3 separate regions of the Mus musculus genome follow, and all the other regions are linked to region 2. A link is a contact called in public promoter capture Hi-C data. All regions are on one chromosome and are shown on one strand. Each heading gives the region's core, a stretch centred on a gene start, on an enhancer-like site or on the middle of the called end of the contact. The rest is flanking DNA. Distances are from core to core; before and after follow the strand shown.

Region 1 (3,428 bases), core at 800-3,299, 280 kb before region 2:
CAGCGCAGGTCTGGAAGGAAACCTGCTGTCATTCAGTTGTATGGAAGGCTGGCCCAGCAGAGGATACTTTCTCTGGTGCTTCACTGCCCGTGGTGGCTGCCAGTATAGCCAGGAGCCCAGGCTAACCTCTCCATCACCAGAGGGACAGGGTGCAACTTAATACAGCCCAATGGACCTAGGTCTCACGGGCGTACAGCAGAATTCAGGAGACCTCACCCAGCTGTTGGAGGGTGGTGTTGCCCTTCAGGGCCAGGGCCAGTTCCTCTGCTCCCTTGTGACTGATCTGGTTGTTTCGGAGGTCCAGCTGCCGCAGGGCACTATTGGCTGCCAGACCCCCACAGAAGGTGGCAAAGGCATCTTCCCACGTGCCAAGGTTGTTCCACTCCAGCGTGAGGCTACAGGAAGGGTGGACACGTGTTTTTGGCTCAGCAGAACACTCCTCCCATGGAGCCCAGGGCATGTGGAAGGCCAGGATTAACCAGGTTATTCACTACTCATGGGGGCAGAACCTTGGTAGGTAGTGGGAAGTGAGCTGGTTACAGGACCCTAGGCCACACAGGGAGGAAAACGTGAGGTGCAGGCGAGGCCTACCTACCTCTGAATAGACTTGTTCTGTCGAAGGAGCTTTCCCAGAGCCTCAGCTCCTGTAGCTCGGAGGTTGTTGCCCTACAAAAGGAACACCCTGGCCAGTCAGTTCTTGTTACCCTGGCTCTGGATACCACATTTGAACCACAGAGACTCCAGGTGGTGGGAGAGGCTAGGAGATAGCTCTAGGCAACGTTGTGGTGGCCAGATCCTAGTTTTCCTGACTTTAGCAGCATCCCAAGCCCGCTCACCTTTAGATCCAGATGCTGCACACTGGTGTTGGCACACAGCCCTTGGAACAGCAGTGTGGACCCTGTGTAAAGATAGTTGGAAGAGAGGGCTGTCACTGGAGCTGGCGCTGCTACTCAGTGACATCAGAGCTGCTACTCAGACAGTGGTACCACTGTTCTGGCTTGCCGTAAGGCCACGTCAGAAACAGTTTTTGAGCTTGCCAGACCTTATCTTTCTCAAGCCGGCATGGGGAACCGTGAAAGCTGGGAACATTAAGGCTTCTCTATTACAGTGACACTGACCTCTGTTCCCAGGTTTTGGAAAAGGTGCAGGAAGAGAGGAGAGAGCAGAGAGGCCTGGACACGCAAAGACTTTCCTGCTCACAGACACCCGCTCTGAGGCTAGCCCCGAGGAAAAGTGTTTGATTGAACCCAACTCTGACGTTTCAGGTGCGGAGGCCACTGGCTTCACCTTCTTCACTCAGCATGCAGTCGCTGAGGACAAGCTCCTTCAACAGCGTCTCCTTATGCAGCAGCTTGCCGAGGGCCCTGCAGGTCTCCACCGTCAGGCTCTGAGTAGTCAGGTCCAGTCCGCCCTTCGGAAGCTGGTGCAGTTGCTGCAGAACAGCCTCCTGGGGCTCAGCCCCACTCTCCTCGCAGAGGCGGTTGTAGGAGCGCCGGAACTCCTCCATGTCCCCGAATGCTGACGGAGCCTCGCAAGCATGCCCCTGGAGACAGGATACACATTAGCTTGCTAGGCCGAAGGCTGGGAGCCCCTTTCCCTAGGGCGTGTACGCGGAGATGAGCTGAGCTGGCCCTATATAAGGGGAGGCCTAGAAATGTGGAATAGAAAGGAGGTTGGAATGGCTCGAGGAAGGGGTTTGGAGATAGAGTTGGAGCGCAGCAGAACACTGGCCTAGAAGAGCAAGTATACGCGTTGCACATACCCTAGTCTGGCCCTGTGGCCCCCAGCCCGCCCTCGCGACGTAGCCTCGGGTCGCTGGTGTGGCAGGACGCGGTTCCTCGCGCCTCAGTATCCAGGAAGAGTGTGGTGCGCCGGGAAGGATAGGAACTACATCTCCCAGGAGGCATTGCGGAAGGCATGGCTATTGGTAGACCAATGAAAGTGAAAGGCGGGCTTGAGCTGGAACTCAAGTCCCGGCTTGGGGAACGCTTGGATGATTGGCTGCTGGGATTGGAGGCGGGACCTCAGGGTCGCGTTCCACGTTCATTGGTTGGGATGTGGGAGGGTTCCGGAGAGTGCACATCGAGACTGTGGCCATGGAGGGAAACAGTGGCTTCCGGAAGGTGAGGCCTCTGGAATAGTGGCAGGCACACTCGGGCGTTGCGGATCCCCGCGAGACAGTCGTGCATGCTCGAAGTCAGCCTTATCGATGTGTTACCGTGTCTTTGGTGGGGGCCTGGCAGCAGGGTGGGAGCAGCCCGCGCGCTCTGCGGCTGGACTGAGCGGGTCTGTAGATTAACAAGCTGGACGACCAGTGGCACATCCAGGCTGGCTACAAGGGGTCTTCTCGGGAGGGACCACAGGGCCTTTTTCCAACTCGGCCGATGGGAGTGCGCGAGGCACACTGATGCGAGCCTCCACTGCTCGGGCCGAGGCCATCTCTCAGTGACAGGTTTGGGAGGACTCGCCCACGTGCGGGAAACTTAAGCAGAGGCGCTCCATTCTACGATGAGTGGTGCCACCTGAGGGGTCGGCTCTTGGCATCAGGCCAGCGCGCGCCCTGTGCAGAGTTCAGCCTGGCCTCCGCACTCCGTTCAGTACTTGAGTAGAGTTTTGGGGGCTTTGACCGTGACCGGAGTTGTGATAGTTCACTGAACTATGGGGAGTGGGCTGTCTCAGGAAAGAGTGACAGGAAGGGAGGGGCTTACATTTCAGGCTGTGGCCTTCTGGCCAGGAACAGGAGTTTGAGGTGCCACGGGTTTACCCTAATCCTACCCTCCAGCAGTCACATCCACACTTCCATGAAACAGCCTGCGTAGCTGTAGTCCAGCCCTGGCTCTGACATGGGCTTCTGCCCAGGTGCTGTCTGTCAGTCTGCTGTTGGGGTTCGTGGGACTGGGGCCCTCTGGTAGCGAGCGGGGACGGGGGGGGGGGGACCAGCAGGTGGCGCTGCTCTCACGTAGTCGTTCATGGACCCTCCTGGCCCAACTAACAAGTTCACCTGTGCCTGTGTCCATTTCCACCCGTGCCCCTCTGCAGCGAGTGGGTATCAAGGCTTCTCTGTGGCTGACGCTCGTGAATCCAAACTCACCTTTCTTTGTAGGCCATCCACTTCGAGGGTCGTGGGTGCCTGTCGCTGCCTACCTTTTGCCTTTCCCTGGTCGTTCCCCATTCTGTTCTGGACTAGGCAAACTTGAGTGGTCTCGGCTTCACACACTGCACAGATGCTCGGGGGCTCCTCATGGCTCACCTTTGGTGCTCTCACGGGATTCCTAGGCCTCTGGATTCTCCCTCTCATCTCCACCTCACAAACTACCACCAACCTTTCAGTTCTCAAGCCATTCCAGATGCCTGGCCAATCTGCCGCCACCACCTGGTACTCATCATTACAGCTAGGTTTCTCCAGACCTAGTCTACAAGGGTCTTCC
Region 2 (3,440 bases), core at 53-2,552:
TAAGAGGGGAGCCGGGTGTGGGGGTGTACACCTATAATCCCATCACCCAGGAAGCAGATAGGAAGATTTCAGACTTGAAACCAGCTTGGACTACATGAGACGAGGATAGAAATGGGCCTTGGATGTGCACAACTTTGTAGAGAGCTTTCCTAAGAAGCCTGGGTTTTACCGCAGTGTCCACAGAATTGGGTGTGATGACACACTCCTGTAACCCCAGCAAGAGGAGGCAGAGTCAGGTAGATCGAAAGTTCAAGGTCAGGGCTGGAGTGGTGCTTGGTGCTGTACCAGAGGATTTGGTTTTGGTTTCCAGTACCCACATGGTGGGTCTCAATCATCTGAAACTCTAGTTCCAAGGGATCCACTCCCTCTTCTGATGTTCTCAGGTATCAGGCACTTGTGGTGCAGCCAAATCCATGCAGGCAAAACATTTATACATATAAAATATATTAAAAACTTTAAAAAAAAGTTTAGTTGGGTGGTGGTGGTACAGAACCTTAATCCCAGCACTGGGGAGGCAGAGGTAGGTGGATCTCTGTTAGTTCAAGGCCAGCCTGGTTTACAGAGCTAGATCCAGGACAGCCAACACTATGTCTTAACAAGTTCTTTCAATAAAACATATTGTATAAATATACATTATATACAATATATAATGTACACAGTAAAATATATTATATCTAAAACAACAAATAAATAAAACAGTCTAAAACATAATCGGAGTTTAGTACACTCATAAATCGAACCATCGGAGGCAGGAAAGGGGGCCTGCCTTTCAATCCCAGCACTGAGGCAGGCCCAGCACTGTGAGTTCCAAGCCAACCTGGTCTACAGCCAAGGTTGTATTTAGTGAGACCCTGTCTTAAAAAAAAAAAAAAAAACAGAAGCCAAAAAAAAAAAAAAAAAAAAAAACCAACAAAAAAATCAAATAAAAATTCGGAGGCGTTTAGCCTCTTAAGAAATTTCAAAAGTCTTCTACTTCAAATCATATGCAGTTACAAAGTTCAGTACAAAGGGAGAAACTCCAGCTCATTGCTGGAAAATTGTGAAGACAGTACAAAACTTCCGTAACGGTTATATTTGAGCGAGATCTCGACGCTCGCCTTTTCTTGCAGCTTTTTTTCATTGCTCGAACTTTCAGGAATATGGCTCTCCTGTCACAGTCTTCTGAACCCAGGGTCCTGGGCCCAGCCTAGGGGAAGGGGGTGGGGGGCGAGGGGGCACGGACGAGGGACGCGCGGCACCACTTGGCGCATGCGCGCGGCCGTTGGCGGGGCCGGAACCTTGTTTCGCCTCTCTCTCCGCCTGGCGGAGTGTGTTGAGCGAAGCACCGGACATCGGCACTGGCGGAGCCGGGCGGCGAAGCTGGAGCGGCGGTGGCGGCGGCGGCGGGAGGCCGGGGCCGGGGCTGAGGCCGAGGCCGGGGCTGCGAGGCCCTTGGGGAGACAGGCGGCGGGAGCCCGGGGCCCGAGCCCGGAGACTGGAGCGGCCGCCATGGCCGAGAGCATCGTGAGTGCGGCGGCCGGGAGGGAGCGGGGCGCTGGGATGAGGCAGCAGATTTGCGGGTGTCCTGGGCGGGCCAGCGCCGGACGGTGCTCGGAGCCGGTGGCTCCTCCTCGCTCGCCCCGGGTTTGAGGAGGTACCTGCCCTGGCCGAGCCCGGAAAGGCTGGCGGGAAGGAGGCCGAGCGGTCGGAACGGAGCGGCCTTCTTCTTCCCCGCTGCTGCAGGTTGCTCTGAGGGACCTCGGCCTCCTCCCAGGCCCCGAAGCCCGGTACGTCCTTCTCTCCTCCTCCATCCCGACAGTGCCTCGTCACGATTTCACTCCGGAAGAGTCGACCGGAGAAGAAAAGGGCATCATTAGGGGAACCCTTTTCCCACAGAGGACGCGGCCATGGGGGCCAACCCAAAACAGGCGGGATTGGCTCCTCTTTGACACAGGCGACTTGACGACCACCTGTTTAAAAGGAGTGTCATAAAGAAGGCCGATTTCACTTTTAGCCTGACAGTAGAGACTGTCACCCCCAGCCCCATGAAATAAGTCAGTAAAAGGAGAGGAAAACCAGCCGTTTGTTAACCTGTGGGAGTTTCTCTCCAGAGCATATGTGGCAGGGGTTGGGAAGTGATAGGAGTAACAGACCCGTTCTGACAGAATAACTAGGGCCAACATGGAGGAATATTGGGGATTTCCATGGGATCGGAATCATGGTGGTTGCCTTAGGCCTGAAACAGCTCTTCAGTGGTTTCCTGCATTCGAGAACATCACATCTCTCTGGATTTCCAGGGAAGTATAGCTCTTGAGTTTTGTTTGTGTTTTGAGACAGTCTTACTACTTTGTCCCAGGCCATCCTTGACCTTGACATCCTCCCACCTCACTTATCTCACTGCAGACATTTATGGCAGGCTAAGAGTTAAGGCTTTTCTCTGAGGGCAGCTTCTCTTTCCTCACAGCTCCATTTAGGGGTCTTCTGTTCTCTGTATTTTCTATCCTGGATGCAGACGATGCAGAGAAACCTGAGAAAGAAAGGCTGACTTAGTTTTAAAACTTAAATTTACCATCACAGATGACTTGCCTAGAAATAGGTGAGGTATCAGTAGGTCAATCCGCTTTTTAAATTTCTATTTATTTAAATGCTCTTTACTGAGGTTAAGCAGTGTGTTCAGGTGTTCCAAAGGCTGACTTGGGCATCAGTGGGTCTTAAATCGACTTTCTCAGGTTGTAAGGAATTAATATACTCTTCAGAAGTTGATTTTAGGAGTTTTGCTTTTAAGACCTATGTATTTATTTTATGTGTATGGGCGCTTTACCTTCATCTATGTGTACCACAACTGGTTGTTAAGGAGGGCAGAGTAGGCTTTGGATCCTCAGGAACAGGCTGGGAGAGACTGTGTGGGTGCTGGGAATTGAACCAGTTCCCCTGGAAGAGCAAGCAGTGCTCTTTGTGCATAAGCCAGCTCACTAGCCTCATTTGGAAAGAATTATGTGTATATGTGGGTGTGAACACATGAGGGCAGTTGTTGCTAGAAGCTAAAGGTGTTGGATCCCCTAGGGCTTAAGTTATAGGCAGGCAATTGTGGATCCTGGGGACTGAACTGAGATGCTCTGCGGGAGCAGAGAGTGAGTGTGTGTACCTGCTGAGCCACCTCTCCAGGCGTGTTTGTTTTGAATTCAAAGGGGGTCTTCAAAGAATTTCTGTAGGAATAATGTTAAAAACTCAACCACTCTTCCAAGAAAATTTCTTTTCTTTTCTTTCCTTTTCTTTTTAAAAAGATTTATTTATTTATTATATGTAAGTACACTGTAGCTGTCTTCAGACACACCAGAAGAGGGCGTCAGATCTCATTACGGATGATTGTAAGCCACCATGTGCTTGCTGGAATTTGAACTCAGGACCTTTGGAAGAACAGTCGGTGCTCTTAACTGCTGAGACATCTCTCCAGCCCCCAA
Region 3 (3,630 bases), core at 1,069-3,568, 490 kb after region 2:
TAGAGAGTCAGTTACTCCATGTCCCAGAGAAGACAGCATGGCAGACTGGCTGGACCGGCCTGAAACTGCACACGTGTGACTTTGGCTCTTCTCTGACTGTGCCTCTGTGTGGGCTGGATATCTCCCTAGCCCACATGCCAAAGCTGCCCAACCTGTACTAGCACCACCATACATCATACACATCAGTGACAAAATACAAAACGAGAACAGAGCACAGGAGTCAATGACTAGGCCTCAGTGGATACAAGAGCCACCTGCCTACACTGCAAGAAAGCCCTTCAGACATCTACACCCGACCTGTGTCCAACACCTCAAAAACTCAAAAGATCTCATCACCTCATGTTCACATGGAAGGTTCACCAACCACTGCCCCACCAAACCCACAGTAATTCCATTCTAAGCTCCCAGCCTGCTAGCCCTCAATCAGTGCCATGATCCAGATCTTCTGGATCCAGATTCTCTGCCACTGCAACAGCTCTGACTGGACATCCAGATGAATTACAGCAGCATGTGAGTGAAGCCTGAAGCCGTTACGTGCAGGCTGACTGCCCGGGCATGAGTTTTACTAAGGAGAACCATGGGACTCTCCAAAGCAAAGCTACTCCTCATACCCTGCGTGATTCTCACCATGGAAGTTCCTCTTTAACGATTTCAGTAAAGAAGCAAGAAAACCAGACTGTGACCAGTATTTCTTTTCCCATTCCCCTGCAGTACAAAGCAAACTGTAATGGAACTAATGACTAATAATTTAATAAACCTCCCTCTCCCGACAGCATGTGCTTCCGCAGACCAACAAGAGGGGAACATATACCATGGAGTCTACAGATACTAAACATAAAGAACAAAAGGCTGTTCTCAATCTTGTTTGCCGGCAGCTTGAACATGGTTTTAGAGCTCCTTCAGCCCCTACACCCACCTTCAAGGTTCCTCCAGACCCATGTAACTACAACTCTAAAGCCTTTATTAAATGATGAATTAAAGTATAATCTGCCCCCGGGACTCCAGCTGAAACCTAAGCAGCCACCCTGGAGGCTTCCATCTGCTGTAGGCAACAGAGCAAGCACAGCTATGAGGGTTTCACAGGCCATTGCCTAGAAAGGCACAACCATGGTTGGTTCATACAATCAGAAACTGTTGCTCTCGAGCAGAGCACAATCCCATTTAGCCATGAACCAGCAACTCCATGTGAAAACCTAGTGGCTGGTGGAAAGCCTTTCACTCACCCTTAAGACAGTTTTGAAATAAAGCACAGCTTTGTAAAGAGGACTGCCATGCACAGGGCAGGGCAGGAATTTCTCTCTTGAAAAAAAAAATGTCACTGAGAACTGCAGCGGACCTGATGCCATCAGGGAGCCCCAGGCTGTGCTGTTGAGGGTAAGGGGCCAGGGCTGTGAGAACCCATGGTGAAGAAATAGGAAATGGCCCGTCCATCTGTACCCAAAGCATGGACATAACATGACACCAGGGGGCTTGCACAAGGCTCTGCAGTTCTTCCATGAGAAACTGTCATTTCACAGATTAGTATGTGAATGCGAGACTCTTAACACATATCAGAAGCAAAAGCAGGCGCGTCAGCCTCCTACACAATTAGTCTTCTCCCTCTGCGGTTACATAAGATGATGGATTATCTGTCCACCCATCCAACCTGTCCGAGCTCGACCTCCCACTTTGGGCCACGTCCATTAACACTCGTAAAGGAGTTGTGGAAAGGGAAAGCCTGTTGAAGAGAAAGTGCCCAGAGGCTGGCATAACAGCACCTAGAAGAGCCCCACGGTGCCACCGCGCCAAGCAAGCGCAGGGCGACCGCCCGCAGCAGCCTGCAACCTCCACGCCGCCCCCGCTCCTTGTTCCCCTCACTCTGGGATGCAGCGGACCAGGCCAGATCGCAGAGCAGCCCAGGCCCTGAACATCTCGGTCCCTCCGGACGCCAGGACAGACAGGCGTACTGAGGGAGCGCGCGGGGGCTGAGCGGCGCCGTCGGGGTGGGGGCGTCCACTCGTGCTCGGGGACGGCGCGGGCCGCGGCGGGCGTAAGGACCCTGGGCGGGCGCGGCCACCTGTGACCAACGGAAGATCGGTCCACCACACCCGCAGTCCGGGAGCCGGTGCCCTGCTCGGGCCTGAAGACCTAGGGGCGACTCGGAGCCGCGCTGGAAACTCACCTTGTAGACATTTTCCGTGAGCCGGTGCATCTCCTCCGAGCGTGAAAGCGACATGGTCCTGGGTCCCGGCTACACCACAGACCAGAGCAGGGGCACGGGTGGCGGTGAGGAAAGCGACAACTGCAGCAACAGGAAAAGGCGCGCAGACCAGGACCACAGAGCGCGGCGCCCGGCGGCCGCTGCTTTTATAGCCGCTGAAGGCCCCACCCCACAAAAACCCCGCCTCCGGGCCCCGCCCCCGCCGCGCCCGGATCACCGCCCCCGGCTGTCCGCCCCCGCCCAGCCTAGCCGCTGCTAGGCAACCGCCAGGCCCGCTCCTGCGCCGTCTTTTCTATTGGTAGATTTCGGAGGCGGGGGCGAAGGGCGGAGCTAGAGGAGGGACTCGGAGGCCGGCTCCGAGCGGCAATTGGTCGGCCGCTGGGAGGCGGAGGCGCGGCGCGCTGAGGCCCTGGAGCTGCCTGAGGGGGTCGGAGCGACAGCCGGGCTGGGGGCGGAAAGCGGGGGCGGGGTGGCGCAGGAAGAGCTAGCGCGGGGTGTGGGCGGTGCGGGTGGCACCGGCGCGAGCGCGCGTGGAGGCGGCACTCGGGAGGCAGCGATCCGAGCTGCAGGCCCTCAAGGGTCCCTCAGGAGTGCGCGACAGGGGCCGGTGGCTCCCGCGCTATTGCAGGTGAGTCGGCGAGGCGTGCGTCGACCCTGGACGGTCTTCCGGAAGGGAGGAAACCCGGAGCCGGAGTAGGTGGAGACGGAGGAAGGTGCTGAACTCTAGCGGGAGAACCCTGAGCCCTGGAGGCAGGATCGGGACAGGGTGGGCCCTGGGGCGGGTGCTTGTGGTGGACTGGTGCTGAACGGAGGGTGGCGGCCGACAGTTGGGTCTAGAATTCCGGGAAGAGGACCCAAGAGAGGAGCGAGGGAGACGTGGAGCGAGTTCCATGGGGTGGTTCGGAAGGGAATTGGGGCGGGGGCGGGAGTTGGGTGGATAGCTCCGGGGGAGGAGCCTCTCAGCACAGCTTGGAATTGCCCAGTAGCTGATGGTTTAAGGAAGGGTAAGGCTTGGCTGAGAAAACTGACCAGGTTGGCACACGGGGTTCCAACGCGGTTCCCTTTGAAGAAATATTTACATCAATTAGACGAACAGAGAGGAATTATTTGCTTTACATTGTAAAACACCAGAGCTGAATGTTTCCTTTTAATTAAACATAACACTCCAGCATCCATTTCCTGGACAGCTGGTTACACCACTCCAACAACCCAGAGGACACAAATCCAAGGCGCGGCTGTCAAGCCTCAGCAGGGGACTCAGACGGCCCCTATTCACTTTGCTACATGTGTAAGGAGAAGGAATTCAGCCCACTGTCCTCTGTTTCCTTGTCGTCTATGTACATCTCTGTGTACATCTCTGTGTATCTGTCTTTTCTTGGGTTCTTCTTGTGACAGAAAGCCAGCTTAAACTAACTGGCTGTCAAATAAGG

The links. Promoter capture Hi-C pulls out the DNA fragments that hold promoters and counts their contacts. Capture Hi-C pulls out chosen DNA fragments and counts their contacts.
Region 1: a contact with region 2 is called in a promoter capture Hi-C map of erythroid cells, with 5 times the contacts expected there. The contact joins the promoter of Cenpx here to the promoter of Nploc4 in region 2. A contact is called at or near these places in 3 of 39 promoter capture datasets (the C10 cell line, the SN4741 cell line and erythroid cells), 1 of 484 Hi-C or Micro-C datasets (embryonic stem cells), 2 of 115 datasets of contacts at active chromatin or transcription factors (large pre-B cells and pancreatic cancer cells) and 3 of 9 other capture datasets (adipose tissue, liver and pancreatic islet).
Region 3: a contact with region 2 is called in a promoter capture Hi-C map of adipose tissue. The contact joins the promoter of Baiap2 here to the promoter of Nploc4 in region 2. A contact is called at or near these places in 3 of 39 promoter capture datasets (liver and stem cell-derived epiblast-like cells) and 1 of 9 other capture datasets (adipose tissue).

What each region holds. Positions count from the first base shown.
Region 1 is chr11:120,712,388-120,715,815 of GRCm38.p6, reverse strand. Cenpx (centromere protein X) reads left to right here and starts at 2,049. Exons shown (of 5, transcript NM_016665.2): 1 at 2,049-2,123. The coding sequence starts at 2,097. Lrrc45 (leucine rich repeat containing 45) reads right to left here and starts at 1,863. Exons shown (of 18, transcript NM_153545.2): 1 at 1,763-1,863; 2 at 1,288-1,543; 3 at 837-898; 4 at 596-666; 5 at 217-395; 6 at 1-10. The coding sequence starts at 1,507.
Region 2 is chr11:120,435,562-120,439,001 of GRCm38.p6, reverse strand. Nploc4 (NPL4 homolog, ubiquitin recognition factor) reads left to right here and starts at 1,302. Exons shown (of 17, transcript NM_001195023.1): 1 at 1,302-1,503. The coding sequence starts at 1,489.
Region 3 is chr11:119,941,780-119,945,409 of GRCm38.p6, reverse strand. It overlaps Baiap2 (brain-specific angiogenesis inhibitor 1-associated protein 2), which reads right to left and starts at 2,318. Exons shown (of 14, transcript NM_130862.4): 1 at 2,162-2,318. The coding sequence starts at 2,215. Gm11767 (a long non-coding RNA gene) reads left to right here and starts at 2,316. Exons shown (of 5, transcript XR_001780400.2): 1 at 2,316-2,828.